Regions from separate parts of the Mus musculus genome. Here region 2 is linked to region 1. A link is a contact called in public HiChIP or PLAC-seq data. All regions are on one chromosome and are shown on one strand. Each heading gives the region's core, a stretch centred on a gene start, on an enhancer-like site or on the middle of the called end of the contact. The rest is flanking DNA. Distances are from core to core; before and after follow the strand shown. Region 1 has its middle 33 kb from the start of Tyro3. Region 2 holds the start of Jmjd7 (jumonji domain containing 7).

What was found. HiChIP or PLAC-seq counts read pairs in DNA pulled down with a chosen protein or histone mark.
Region 2: an H3K27ac HiChIP or PLAC-seq map of embryonic stem cells shows a contact between it and region 1, with 3 times the contacts expected there. The contact joins the promoter of Jmjd7 here to the enhancer-like site in region 1. A contact is called at or near these places in 1 of 39 promoter capture datasets (liver), 1 of 484 Hi-C or Micro-C datasets (ventricular fibroblasts), 5 of 115 datasets of contacts at active chromatin or transcription factors (all in embryonic stem cells) and 3 of 9 other capture datasets (adipose tissue, liver and pancreatic islet).

The regions. Positions count from the first base shown.
Region 1 is chr2:119,829,282-119,836,003 of GRCm38.p6, reverse strand. No RefSeq gene overlaps it. Among named protein-coding and RNA genes, the nearest start is that of Tyro3, 33 kb to the right of the region's middle. Within about 2 kb of position 1,618, at least 9 of the 459 cell types and tissues checked have an H3K27ac peak or open chromatin away from gene starts, as enhancers often do. A contact at or near this core is called in embryonic stem cells, where this site is marked.
Region 2 is chr2:120,025,518-120,032,176 of GRCm38.p6, reverse strand. Jmjd7 (jumonji domain containing 7) reads right to left here and starts at 4,694. Exons shown (of 8, transcript NM_001114637.1): 1 at 4,601-4,694; 2 at 1,966-2,119; 3 at 1,635-1,888; 4 at 1,305-1,361; 5 at 775-870; 6 at 526-602; 7 at 177-336; 8 at 1-63. The coding sequence starts at 4,664. It overlaps Mapkbp1 (mitogen-activated protein kinase binding protein 1), which reads right to left. Exons shown (of 30, transcript NM_011941.3): 30 at 4,774-6,659. It overlaps Gm28042 (predicted gene, 28042), which reads right to left and starts at 4,694. Exons shown (of 27, transcript NR_104353.1): 1 at 4,601-4,694; 2 at 1,966-2,119; 3 at 1,635-1,888; 4 at 1,305-1,361; 5 at 775-870; 6 at 526-675; 7 at 177-336; 8 at 1-63.

The sequences.
Region 1 (6,722 bases), core at 369-2,868:
GCCCACACCTGTAATTCCAGAGCTGTTGGGCGTTGGGAATGGAGACCAGAGAAAAAGTAATAGAAGAGGACTCTTGGGGCTGGAGAGATGGCTCAGCAGTTAAGAGCACACGGCAGTTGTAACTAACTCCAGTTCCAGAGCTCCTGACACCTTCACAGAGACAAACATGCAGGCAGAACACCAATAAGGAAGAAGGAAGAGGGGAGGAGGAAGAAGAAGAGGACTCTCAACAACCACCTCTGACCTCAGAAAGTAAGCTAAACATAAAAATAAAAGATGTTTGAAAGATAAGAACTGATCATGATGGCACACACCTTTATCTTTTTTTTTTTTTTTTGGTTTTTCGAGACAGGGTTTCTCTGTATAGCCCTGGCTGTCCTGGAACTCACTTTGTAGACCAGGCTGGCCTCGAACTCAGAAACCCACCTGCCTCTGCCTCCTGAGTGCTGGGATTAAAGGCGAGCGCCACCACGCCCGGCTGGCACACACCTTTAATCACAGCACTAGGGAGGCAGAAGCAGGTAATTTCTGTGAATTCAAGGCTAGCCTAATCTATTAAGTACCAGGCCAGCCAGGGCTACATAGAAAGACAGTGTATCAAAAAAAAAAAAAAAAAAAAAAAAAAAAGGGAGCGGAGACTTAGAAAGGTGGTTCAGTGGTTAAGGTCACTGGGTACCCTTCCAGAGGTTCTAAGTTCAATTCCCAGCAACCACTTAGTAGCTCACAACCATCTATAATGTGATCTGATGCCCTCTTCTGGCATGCATACATATATGAAAAAAAATAGGACAAGTTAGGTGTCTTAATGTTTATTTTATGTATATGAGTACACTGTAGCTGTCTTCAGATACACCAGAAGAGCACATCAGATCCCATTACAGATGGTTGTGAGCCACCATGTGGTTGCTGGAAATTGAACTCAGGACTTCTGGAAGAGCAGTCAGTGCTCTTAACCACTGAGCCATCTCTCCAACCCCTAAAAAAAATTTTAAAAAAGAAAGAAAAAAAGATAAGAATGACCTTTCTTTGGAATTTTTTTCTTTCATTTCATCGTTTTATTTTATTTGAGATCGACCACAAACTTGCTACGTAGCCGTTTTAGTTGGAGTTTCTATTGCTGTGCTAAACACTATGACCAAAAGCAACTTGGAGAAATGATTCATTTCGCCTCAAGTTTATACTAAATTGTGAAGGGAGGTAGAGGGAGGAACCTGGAGGCAGGAACTGAAGCAGAGGCCATGGAAGAGTGCTGCTTACTGTGCCCGGCATGGTGGCACATGCCTTTAATCCCAGTACTCAGGAGGCAGAGGCAGGTGGATTTCTGAGTTCGAGGCCAGCCTGGTCTACAAAGTGAGTTCCAGGACAGCCAGCGCTAGGGCTATACAGAGAAGCACCGTCTCGAAAAACCAAAGAGAGGAGAGAGAGAGAGAGAGAGAGAGAGAGAGAATTCCCCACAAACTTGCCCACAGGCCAATCTGATGGAGCCATTTTCTCAGCTGAGGATCGATCCCTCTTCCCAGATGACCCCAGCTGGGTGAGGCTGACAAATAGGTAATCAGCTCAGTAAGTAGCCTAAAATGGCTGGGTGTGTCTGATTGCTGAGAACTGGGATTCCAGACACCATGACCACACCCAGTTTAATCAGCGCTAAAAGATCAAACCCAAGGCTTCATATTTGCTGAGTGTGGGCTTTAACCTCCTCAACCATAAATCTGAAAAACATTTTTTAAAATCAAAGGTAGTTAGCCTTGCCAGAGTTTCCCAACCCCTTTCCTTTTATTCTCTCTTCGTCTGTGTGTTCCTTTGTGGGACACCAAGATTTTTTTTCTAGAAGCATCTATTTTGGGTGGTTTATGAGATAGACTCATGTAGCCCAGGCTGTTCTGGAATGGGCTACACTGCTGAAGATAACTTTGAACTTTTTTTTTTTCGAGACAGGGTTTCTCTGTGTGGCCCTGGATGTCCTGGAACTCATTCTGTAGACCAGGCTGGCCTCAAACTCAGAAATCTGCCTGCCTCTGCCTCCCAATTGCTGGGATCAAAGGCGTGTGCCACCACTGCCCAGCTGACATTGAACTTCTGATGTTCCTGCTTCCATTTTCCAAATGTTAGGATTACAGGGTTGTGCTACTATGTCCAGTCCTATCTTTTTTATTTATTATTTCCTTTTCTCCTGTGTGGCTGGGTTTGGGACACAGGCCTTTGTACATGCTAGACGAGTACCAAGACCATGAACTCACTTAGAACCTCTGCCTTCTGAGTTATGCACCATGATGCATAGCAGAGCAAGCATTTGCTTTTAAAAAAGATTCTCATCTAGGCAGTGGTGACTCTCATGCCTTTAATCAAGTTCCTGGACAGCCAGGGCTACATGGAGAAACCCTGTCTACACAATCCAAAAAACAAAAAAAATAAAAAAGACAAAGGATTCATTTGAGTGTGCATGTGTGTGTGTGAGTGTGCATGTGTGAGCATGTGTGTGTGAGTGCATGTGTGAGCACGTGTGTGTGAGTGTGTGTGTGCAAGCCCATGTGTGTGTGTGCGTGCGTGTGTGCATGTGTGTGTCTGTGTACACATACAAATGCACAGGGAAGCCCAGAGGATAATATTGAGTGTCATTCCTCAAGTCTATCCTTTTTCTCTTTCTTTTTTAAGTATTTGAGACACGTCTCTAGGCTAGCTAGCCTACCTCTGCTTCCCTGGCACTAGGGTTACAAGTGTTTATAACCCTATCTACTGTTTTCTTATGTGGACGCTGGAAGTAAAAATCAGGTCCTCAAACTTGGCGAGCATTGGAGCCACCTTCCCTCCCTAGACTAAAGGTTCTTGCCAGGCTCCATGGGGCAGACCTCTAGTCTAGCACTTGGGAAGTAGAGGCAGGAAGATCAGAAGTTCATGGTCTGCTTGTGTTTGTTTACTGCTTTGTTTTTGTCTCATTATGTAGACGAGGCTGGTCTGGAACTCACAGAGATGCACTTGCATGATGGATAAAGTCTACTTTGAATCAGTGTAAACTGAGTACAGTGATACACCGCTGTTATGCCAGAAGTTGGGAGTCTGAGGCAGGAGGATCTCAAGTTCCAAGTCTGAGGTCAGATGGAAGCACATAGTAAAATTGATAAGGCATAGAGGGGACAGACAGGGCACTTTTATATTCTCTATTACAAAGACATACTTGTGTTCTGGAAAAGTGCTAGGCTGATACCAATAAAAACTAACTGTAATCAGGGTTTCAAGAAATATTTGAACCCAGATATTCAGAGAATAAGGAACTGATACCAAGAGAGGCATACATATCACAAGTGTGGCAGACCTCCTGACTAGAAGGCTGACTGAGCTCTCAGATGCTGACTGCCTCTCTCTTTCTTCCCTGGCTTCTCTGTGCATAATCAGCTATCTAGGAAGGAGATGAGTAGCAGGGTTTTCTTTCTTTCTTTTTTTTTTTTTTTTTAAGATGTTACTCTGGAGCCTCGAGAGTTGGCTCAGTGGTTAAGTGCACTTGCTGATCTTCAAGAGGAGCCAGGTTTGGTTTTTAGCACCTATTTTAATCGTCCTGTAATTTGCGTTCCAGGGGATCTGATGCCCTTTTCTAGCCTCCATAGGCACCTACATTCATATGTGTATAACCACACACTGATACATACACATACTCATACACATAATTAAAAGTAGACTAAGGAGTTGGAAGGAATGCTCAGTAGTTGAGTAGTATTGCTCTTACAGAAGACCTGAGTTTTTGTTTGTTTGTTTGTTTGTTTTGATTTTTCGAGACAGGGTTTCTCTGTATAGCCCTGGCTGTCCTGGAACTCACTTTGTAGACCAGGCTGGTCTCAAACTCAGAAATCCACCTGCCTCTGCCTCCTGAGTGCTGAGACTAAAGGCGTGCACCATCACGCCCGGCAGAAGATCTGAGTTTTATTCCTAGAACCTACTATGAGCAACTGACAAGCTCTTATAACTCCATCTCCAGGATATATGATGCCTCTGGTGATGTACATGTACATGTCTTTAATCCTAGCTCTCAGGAGGCAGAGCCAAGCAGATCTCTGAATTTGAGGCCAACCTGGTCCACAGAGTAAGTTCCAGAACAGCCAGGGCTACACAGAGAAACCCTGTCTTGAAAAAACAAAAAGAAGAAGAGGAGGAGGAAGAGGAGGAGGTGGAGGAGGGAGAGGAGGAGGGAGAGGAGGAGGAAGAGGTAGTTAGTTATAAGCAGCACAATTACACATTTTTGTCTCAAGAAACAAAACAAGGCAGATCTGGAGAGATGGCTTAGAAGGTAAGAACAATTCTTGTTCTTGTAGAGGACTGGGTTCCATTTCTAGGACCTACACAGAGGCCCACTACTGCCCATAAGTTCAGTTTCAGGTGATCCAATGCCTTCTTCTGATCTCCTTGGATACCAGACATGCATATGGTCGGTCTATAGACACACAAGCAAGCAAAGAACTCATACATGTAAAAAAGAGGGGAGGAAGGGAGAGGAAGGGAGGGAGAGAAAGAGAGAGACAGAGAGAGAAGAAGAAGAGGAGGAGATGAGGAGGAGGAGGAGAAGAGGAGGAGGAAGGAGAGCAGAAGAGAGAATTACAGTAAGTTAAGTTTCATTCATTTGTTTAATTTTGAGACTGGGCTTATACTGTGTAGCCTTGGCTGGCATGGAACTCTCCCTGTAGAGAGCAGACTGGTGGAGATTCACAGAGATCTGCCCATTTCTGCCTCTTTTCTCTTTTTTTTTTTTTTTTTCCATTTCTGCCCCTTGATTGCTGGGATTAAACGAGTGTTCCACCATTCCCTGCTGTCCATTTATTTATTTTGTGGTGGTGGTGGTGGTGGTGGTGGTGGTGGTGGTGGTGGTGGTGGTGGTGGTGGTGGCGGCGGCAGCTGTGTGTAAGAATCAATGGGCCACAGTGTGTGTGTGGAGGTCAGAGGACAATTTTCAGGAGTCTGATGAGCTCACTTATGCCACAACATACATGTGGAGATCAGAGGAGAACTTTCTGGAATTGGCTCTTTTCCTTCTACCTTGTGTGGCCTGGGGATTGGACTCATGTCCTCAGGCTTGGCCACTGCATCTTTACCCATTGGGCCGTCTCACTAGACCACTCAAAGTTAAGTTTACACATTTGGGGAATTTTTTAAAATTTTACTTTATGTGTATGTGTGATTTGCCTGCATGTACATTGGTGCATCAGATGCAGCTTTGGTGCCCAGGGAGGCCAGAAGAGGGTGTCAGACTCCCTGGAACTAGACTTTCAGAGGGTTGTGAATCACCCAGTGGAATCAAGACCTGGTCTTCTGGAAGAACAGCCAGTGTTCCTAATCACTGAGACGGCAACCCAGCCTTTGTTTTGTGAGTTGTGGGGTTTGTTGACAGGAAGACAATTGGTTGTTTTATAAGATTTTTTTGAAGAAGATTTATTATGGGGGCTCTAATTAGGAAGATGGTGAATATAGAAGAAAAGGAGACGGGGTGAAAGATCAATAAGGATGTTCAAAGACATCATAAGGAATCATACTTTTAACAATCCAACTCAGCCTTTAATCTCAGCACTTGGGAGGCAGAGGCAGGTGGATTTCTGAGTTTGAGACCAGCCTGGTCTACAGAGTGAGTTCCAGGACAGCCAGGGCTACACAGAGAAACACTGTCTCCAAAAAACAAAAACAATCCAACAGAAAATACCTACAATACATGTAAGTCAGTGTAAAATATACATACATGGTTTAAATAAGGTTTTCCCATTTGGGCTGGCAATGCTTCCCTCAACAGCCATAGAACATCTTAACAAAACCCCAACACCAGGCATGAGAAGCACTCGATTCAAGAGTTGTTGGTTAGGGTTGTCCAGAGACTGGCAAAACATTATAGGGTATGGCTATTGCCCTTGGTTGCTTCCCAGAGATAAAAGGTTAAGTTCCTACTTCTAATGGCATCATGAATTTCAAATAAAGGGTCCAGGAGCCCCTGAGCTGAGAATATCCTGATTGCTTCCTCCTTGAGGACTAGCTTTCATGGTACCAGAAAACCCCATTTCCAAAAGAAGAAAACAACCAAGAGTCCTTTCCAGACATGATGCCTATGAACCACAACACTGACCAGCAGAGCCCAATGATCCTAAAGGTGCAGTAGTGGCTCACATACCTTGGTAATAATTTTACTTAGGACCTTAGGCCTAGTACTGGAAACTTAGCCACCTACCCAATGCTAGTGAATTCATGAGCTTTGGATGAAAACCTACAACTGCCACTTTATTAAACCAGTATAACCCTTAACTTCATTCCAAATGTTTGTCTTATACCCACAGATAAGTGTGATCCTCAACCCTCATCAAGAAATATTTTTGCGGGGCTGGAGAGATGGCTCAGCGGTTAAGGACACTGACTCCGCTTCCAGAGGTCCTGAGTTCAATTCCCAGCAACCACATGGTGGCTCACAACCATCTGTAATGAGATTTGATGCCCTCTTCTGGTGTGTCTTAAGTCAGCTACAGTGTACTCATGTATATTAAATAAATAATTCCTTTAAAAAAAAAAAAAGAAATATTTTTGCGAGCCGGGCGTGGTGGTGCATGCCTTTAATCCCAGCACTCAGGAGGCAGAGGCAGGTGGATTTCTGAGTTCGAGGCCAGCCTGGTCTACAAAGTGAGTTCCAGGATAGCCAGGGCTATACAGAGAAACCCTGTTTCAAAAAAACAAAACAAAAAAAAAAAAAAAAAAAAAAGAAA
Region 2 (6,659 bases), core at 3,445-5,944, 190 kb before region 1:
GGGTGTCCATCAGTTGAAAGTAACTGTACTTGAGGTCATACTCCATGTCATACCAGAAATTCACTGTGGAGAGGAGGGGGACCCGGATGTGAGATTTAAGCCAGAGCCACCCCAACCCGATCCCTTGTTGGGCCATGACAAGGCCTGACCCCCTGGATGCTCCAGGTGCTACTTACCAGCAATACAGCCGTGGGACTGCTGGACATGGTGGAACCACAGAGCTGGCAGGTACAGCATCTCGCCGGCCCGCACTGTGCAGTGAAGGGCCTGTGCCTGGCTGTAACTGGGGTACTGGGTCAGGTCTGGAGCCAAGGGGTCCAGTGGGATCCAGGGTACCTAGAGACACAGCGGCTGCCTGAGAGCAGGCCCTGAGGTCCCCAAGATCTCCAGCTCTGTCCCCTCTCCTCTCGGCTTGAAGAATCACAGCCTAGGGATTTTCAGAGTGGGATGCCACCTCCCCAGGCCCTTTGTGCCTATTCCCCAGAGGTCTACCCACTCCCCAGAGCCCAAGAACAGGACAGACACCTTCTCCATGGCTTCCTCGTCCACCACCCTAAAAGTGCCCTCTTCAGTCAGCTGGTAGGTTGCTGGTGTGTAGAGATCTGAAGGCAAGGTCAGGGAGACAAGGGGCCAACAGCCTGTCAGGCACTCTCACCATGACCAGCACAGCGTTCCCTGCATACAGAGACCAGAGGGCTGGGGCCCATGGCAGGGACCTCTTGCTGCCCTTCCCTCACCAGTGACTACTAGCTTCTTTTAGTTCATGTCACCTACTGTAAGGGATGAAGGGCCGGTCGCTGGGTGGATGTAACAAGAAGTGTTTCTCGCCAGAGACTACACAGTACAGATTCTCATAGTGGTCCTTGTGCACTGTTGACACATGGAAGGCCTGGAGTTAAGTGGAGGGAAGCAGGCCACACTGTCCTCAGCCCCACACCCCACACCCTAGCAGAGCCTACAGAGAAAGGAAAAGCCCACACAGGATTAGCAGACTTGTGGAGATTCCAAGGTTCTTGCAAGAATCACAGAACTTGGCCACCAAAAACTGGATGTGGACTCCCCTTCATCTGGATCACCAATGGGCGGGCGTTATCTCCTGACCCCTGCTCTCAGATCTACCTGACTTCTGAAGAGGCTTCTAGAGACTTAAAAGGTACAGTATTCCCTGTCCCCAGTGTTCCTGCCATCAGGAGAAACTCTGTGGTCTCCTAGTCCCACAATACCAAAAGAAATCTGAGGTACTCGTTCTGGGGCCCACCTTTCTTCCCTCTGCCCCTCCCCACTTGAGGAGTCTCCACACCTACAGGATGTCACTGCAGATGCATCACCCAGCCAGAAGTTCACGGCATCAGGCATCTTCCCTGTGGGACACAGTGAATTAATATCAGGCTGAGAACCACCCGTGTGGGGGGCAGCTATGCAGAAATATGGGTGAGAGAGAAGAGTGCCGAGTCTGGGGGAAGGTGACACTGGGAACACAATCCCAGGATGGCAGAGACAGCAGCCCTGGAGCGGGCAGATAGGTAGCACCTGCCCCCACAGAATCAACACAAAAGGCAGAGAATCAACAAGCTAGCTGAACTCTTATCTCCCCACTTCACGTCCATACCCCGCCTCTTACCCCCACCACTCACCCAGTGACTCAGAGGCCCAGGGCACATGGGACTCAATGTCAGACAGAAGCTGGGGCAGCTCAGTGGGCAGGTTGGAACACTGTTTCTGCACATAGAGGACTCCTGGGTGCTGGGCCCGACCTTCCAACACATCCAGTACATGGCTTATGGGCAGGCGGCGTTCAGCAGGCATCACAAAGCGGTCCCCTCGCACCGCGTCCGCATAACCATCTGGAGTCACAGCCACACTCACCTCCGTGGAGCCCACCGTGGCTCTGAAGAAACAGACACTTGGTTTGTAGTCTGCTGCTAATGGTCACTGTTCCACCCAACCTCCCAAGGAACACCTTACCTTAAGTAGGACAGGGACCACTTCTGGAGGGCTGGCCAGTGCTGCAGAGCATTTCGGATAATGCAGGGCCTGTTGGGGCACACCCAATCCCGGTAGAAGCAGAGTGGGCTTGGGGGCTCATCCAGGTAGGGCACAACACGAGGTACATTGAGGTCTTAAGAAAGAAATGGTGGTGGAGGAGGTGTGAAATCAGTGGTACCCAACTTCCATCACACTGCACCAAGAAGCCCTCTATGACGGACATCCTAAGCAAGGGTGCTTCCGACCTAGGAGGCCTGCACTACTGAGCTGGTGGCCACAGGCTAACTGGGGTGGGTCTGGCTCTGGATGACCCCACAGATTCATGTGTGTGAATCCTTGACCAACAGGGAGTAGCACTAACAGGCGGTGTGGCCTTGTTAGAGGAAGTGTGTCACTAGGAGTGGGCTTTGATGTTTTATAAGCTCAAGTCTGGCCAGTGACAGTCTCTTCTTGAGGATCCAGATGTAGAACCCTCAGCTGGCCTCCAGACTGAAGCTGTAAGCCAGCCCCAGTTAAATGTTGTCCTTTATAAGGGTTGTGGTGATTATGGTGTCTCTTCACGGCAGTAAAATCCTAAGACAGCCTCCAATGGTGATATTCACTGAACGCCTGAAATGGACCCAGCACCGGGCCTGGCCAGTGTGGCTGAGAAGACACCACCACCATCTCACCAAGTTTACGGCTCATCTGTCTATGCAGGGAGGCAACTGCCCAGTGACAACACTCGAAGACAGGTAGGGGCTGAAGTGAGCTCTGCTCTCACGGACCAGCAGCAGCGTGCTTGGCCATCTAGGGCCAACACTTATGCACTGTGACACCTATGGAGACATTAAGTGACTCTGTGTAAACTGATGTGGAGGCTCACATCTGTAAACCCATCACCTGGAAGGTGGCATCAGGAGTATCAGATCAGCAAGCTCAAGGCCATCCTGTGTGTGTATGAGTGTGTATCTGTTGCTTTGCCCCATACCAATCCGGCCCTGGGCCTGGGCGTCTTTAAGTCCTGTTGATTCTACCCGTTGTCTCTCAAAACTACCTTTGCTTTCCCTCTGGTGCTCTGGGTCCAATGTCAGGCTTCTTTTCCTGACCATCCCTTTTTAAACTGTCACTTGTTAGGAACAATCTTTATCTCCTTGCCGAGTTTTTCTCCACAGATTTATCATTACCTGACCCTGTGTATTTTTTTCATGTTTCTTTTTTTTTGGTTTTTCGAGACAGGGTTTCTCTGTGTAGCCCTGGCTGTCCTGGAACTCACTCTGCAGACCAGGCTGGCCTGGAACCACAGAGATCCTCCTGCCTCTGACTCCTGAGTGCTGGGCCACCATCACCTGACCTGAACCTGCCCTTTTCCAGCCTTTGGGTTTTCTATAATTATGCTGGTTTTATTTGCTCACCATTTCCTTTAGAGGGTGGGTGTTTTTCTCCCCTAAAGCTTCAAAATGAACTTCAAACAATTCCTTTGACCCAGCAATTCTGTTAAGAATTTGACTGACAAAAATAAACATAAACACAAAGTCTGCTCCAAGCTCAGTCCACACTGCTTCCTGGATATAGCAGGCACACCCGCTCTGAGGGTTTAGCTGACCCATCAACCGTCCTCCAGGGCAGTGCTTCCTAATGCTCTACCCTTTAAGACAGTTCCTCATGTTGTGGTGACCCTAGGCTGTAACATCATTTCGTTGCTACTTCATAACTGTGATTTTACTAGTTATGAGTCACAAGATAAATGTCTGATGTTCAGGATATCTGACATGCGACTGCTCTGGGGTCTCGACCTCATAGGTTGAGAATACTGCTCTAACCACCTGTGTGTGACACAGCCGGTAAATTGACAAAATTGTGCTTGATCAATTGCTCTCCCTCTGTGTGTGGGTGTGCGCATGTGTGGTGTGTGCCTGTGTATGCATGTGTGGAGGCCGTTGACATTAGGTGTATACCATTCTCCACTTTATTTTCTGAGTCAAAGTCACTGAACCTGGAGCTCAGCAGTTGCTAAGCTGGCAGGCCAGGGAGCCCCTGGGGTCCTCCTGCCTTTCCCTCCCACCTCTGGAATCCCATCAGAAGTCCACCATCACCACACCCAGTGTTTTCTGTTAGTGCTGGGGATGTGACCCCAGATCATCATGTGCTTAAGAGCTTTACCTACCCACTTAGCCATCTCTCCAGCTTGTTTAATGATGGGGTAGTGAGGACCAGAGGAAGAAGAAAGGAAACACACAAGATCAACTGGGCGGCTGCCTACAATCCTCAAAGCTTGGAGTCTGAATGAACGAGGGAAGTCGCCTGCTTCTCTCCTCAGAACCCACCAGCATCCGAGATGTTTGAGGTGAAAGTATAGCATGGCAGCGCACGGGGACTCAGCACCCCGCTGGCTTTGAGAATGGCACCATGACTACCGTCAGAGCTGTGCTGGGTCTTGAAAACTACAACTGCACCCCACGAAGGCAGCCAGGCGTGCGATCCTGAGCTAAGGAGCCGTCCGCCAGCTAAAGAAGGGTACACACAAAACTGTGTGGCCACCGGTCGGACACTCATGCACACTGAGTTCCAGGGTGCCCAGGCTCCCTCCGCGCTGTCCTCGCGCGGTCGCTGCTGCCTGTGAGAGTGCACTCACCGCGAGCCGCCGCCGGGAACTCTTGCAACGCCCTCCGAACTGCCTCCAGAGCCGCCTCCGCCATGACGGCCGCGGGACAAGAACCCGCCCCTATTTCCGCTCCAGGATCGCAGCCCCGCCCCCGTTTCCGCCCTCTAGGAGGTGCAACAAGCGGCGCTCTTCTCAGAATTTGCTAGCAGGTTAACAAATGATTGTGTTTATTGACAATTTCATACATCCGTACAAACGAAACGTTAAAACAGTCCCACCCCGTACAGCCGGGGAGGAGACAGGCGCCACAGTATAAAAGTTATAAATAAGGGGCTTTCAAAACTGGGATAGGACAAATCTGGACATGGGCAGCAATTGCCAGTGGCCTCAGACATGCAGAAGAGGACAAAGTGCCACAGGCCACAAGACCCCACCCATGCAGGGTAGTGGCGCTTTCTCTAGAAGGGCAGGCTGGCATAAAGACCTCTAAAACCTGGTGGAGGTCAGGGCAGTGGGCCGACTTCTAACCCCCACACTGCCAAGGGGCCCACCTCAAGTGGCTTCGGTTCTTTGGGCTAGGAGTTTGACTATGCGTGTGGTAGAAAAATGGGAACACATGGTTTGGGTATTCACATGGTTTGGGTATACTCAACACTCAGGTTGAACCAACAAAGCTAAGCACCCATTAAACCTAGTTTCCTGCTAGCCTCTGCATTCAGAGCTGGGAAGTGGCGTTGAGGTTTCGACAGGTTTGTGTTATCTAAACCTGGTGAAATGTCACTACTCTGCCTTCCCTGATGCAGAGGAAAGGAGGGCCCAGGCCCAAAGACATACTCACTCCAATTCTGCAACCACCTCACCACTTCTTCCAACATACAGCTTCTCTCTCTTTTTGCTACTCTCTAACCGTTACCTTAACTCTATCCCTACCTCTGCCACCTACCTGTCCGGCTATTACTTTTCCAGTGGTCTCTTGCCCAGTGCCTTCATTCCACAATCTCCAGTGTCCAGTATTTCTGGGCACTCAATACTGCCTTTGAAAAGAGCCTCCTCCATGAGCCAGGTGACCCATAGGCCATCTCCGGTCAGCCTGGCTGTGGACACCACAACTCCAGAATTTCAGTCTAGTGTATCCATCCCTTTTTGTGTTTAGTGTACCCATCCCTTTTTGTGTTTCTGGATCAGAATTCCAATTAATCCAGGCTAGTGACGCTGAGGCAAAAATGTGAGGAAACCAGGTGCATACCAGCCAGGCAAGTGTTCTAAAATGAGCACTCAACTGTGCATATGATTTGTGTGTGTGTGTGTGTGTGTGTGTGTGTGTGTGTGTGTGTGTGTGTGTGTGTGTGTGTGTGTGTGTGTGTGTGGCCAAGGTTCTAGGAAGGTGGGCCAGTGCCCTGTAAACCATAAGGGTACTCCCAATACAGGTTTCTGATTGCGCATTGCCCAGGATGTAGGGAGAAAGTGGTCCCCAGGGATTCAACAGTCTGCTGGGGACCAGGGATAGAGAACAAGGAAGCCTAAGGGGCTGAGGAAAGTAGGCCAGGCTTTGCTGTCTGCCCAGCAGAGGGGTTTCACTGTCCTGCAGCAAAAATCCCACAACTAGCTCCACAAGGGGGAAAAGGGATGGGGCCAGAAAAAACACTAGGGCTCTCTTGCAGGGAACATGGGATTGGAATGTGGGGGCTCAGTTCCTGATACCAACTCAAGTTTTCTAATGGCTGGGAATACCCTGGAGGCCAGGCAGCTGTCTCACTGCCAGGAGTTGGGGGGAAACTACCCCTGCTCTGGCAGGCAGGGGAGTGCAGCTGGTGTGGGAGTAGAGGTAAAGGTCTACAGTTGGCTTTAGGACACTAAATACCACATTACCTTTCATCTCTATCCCAGAGTACCCTGTGGATGCTCCGCCCCAGGGAGCTCATCCCTGCAGAAACTTCAAATGGCTTCTAAGAAGAGAAGGCCAGCCCTTCCCGATGTCCCCAGGGGAGGCAGGCTGCCCTCCTACCCCTCACAGCACCAAGATGATGTAGACTCAAGACTTGCCCTGCTGTGAGCCCCAGGCTGGGCTTTAGAGGCAGGAGTCCCAAGG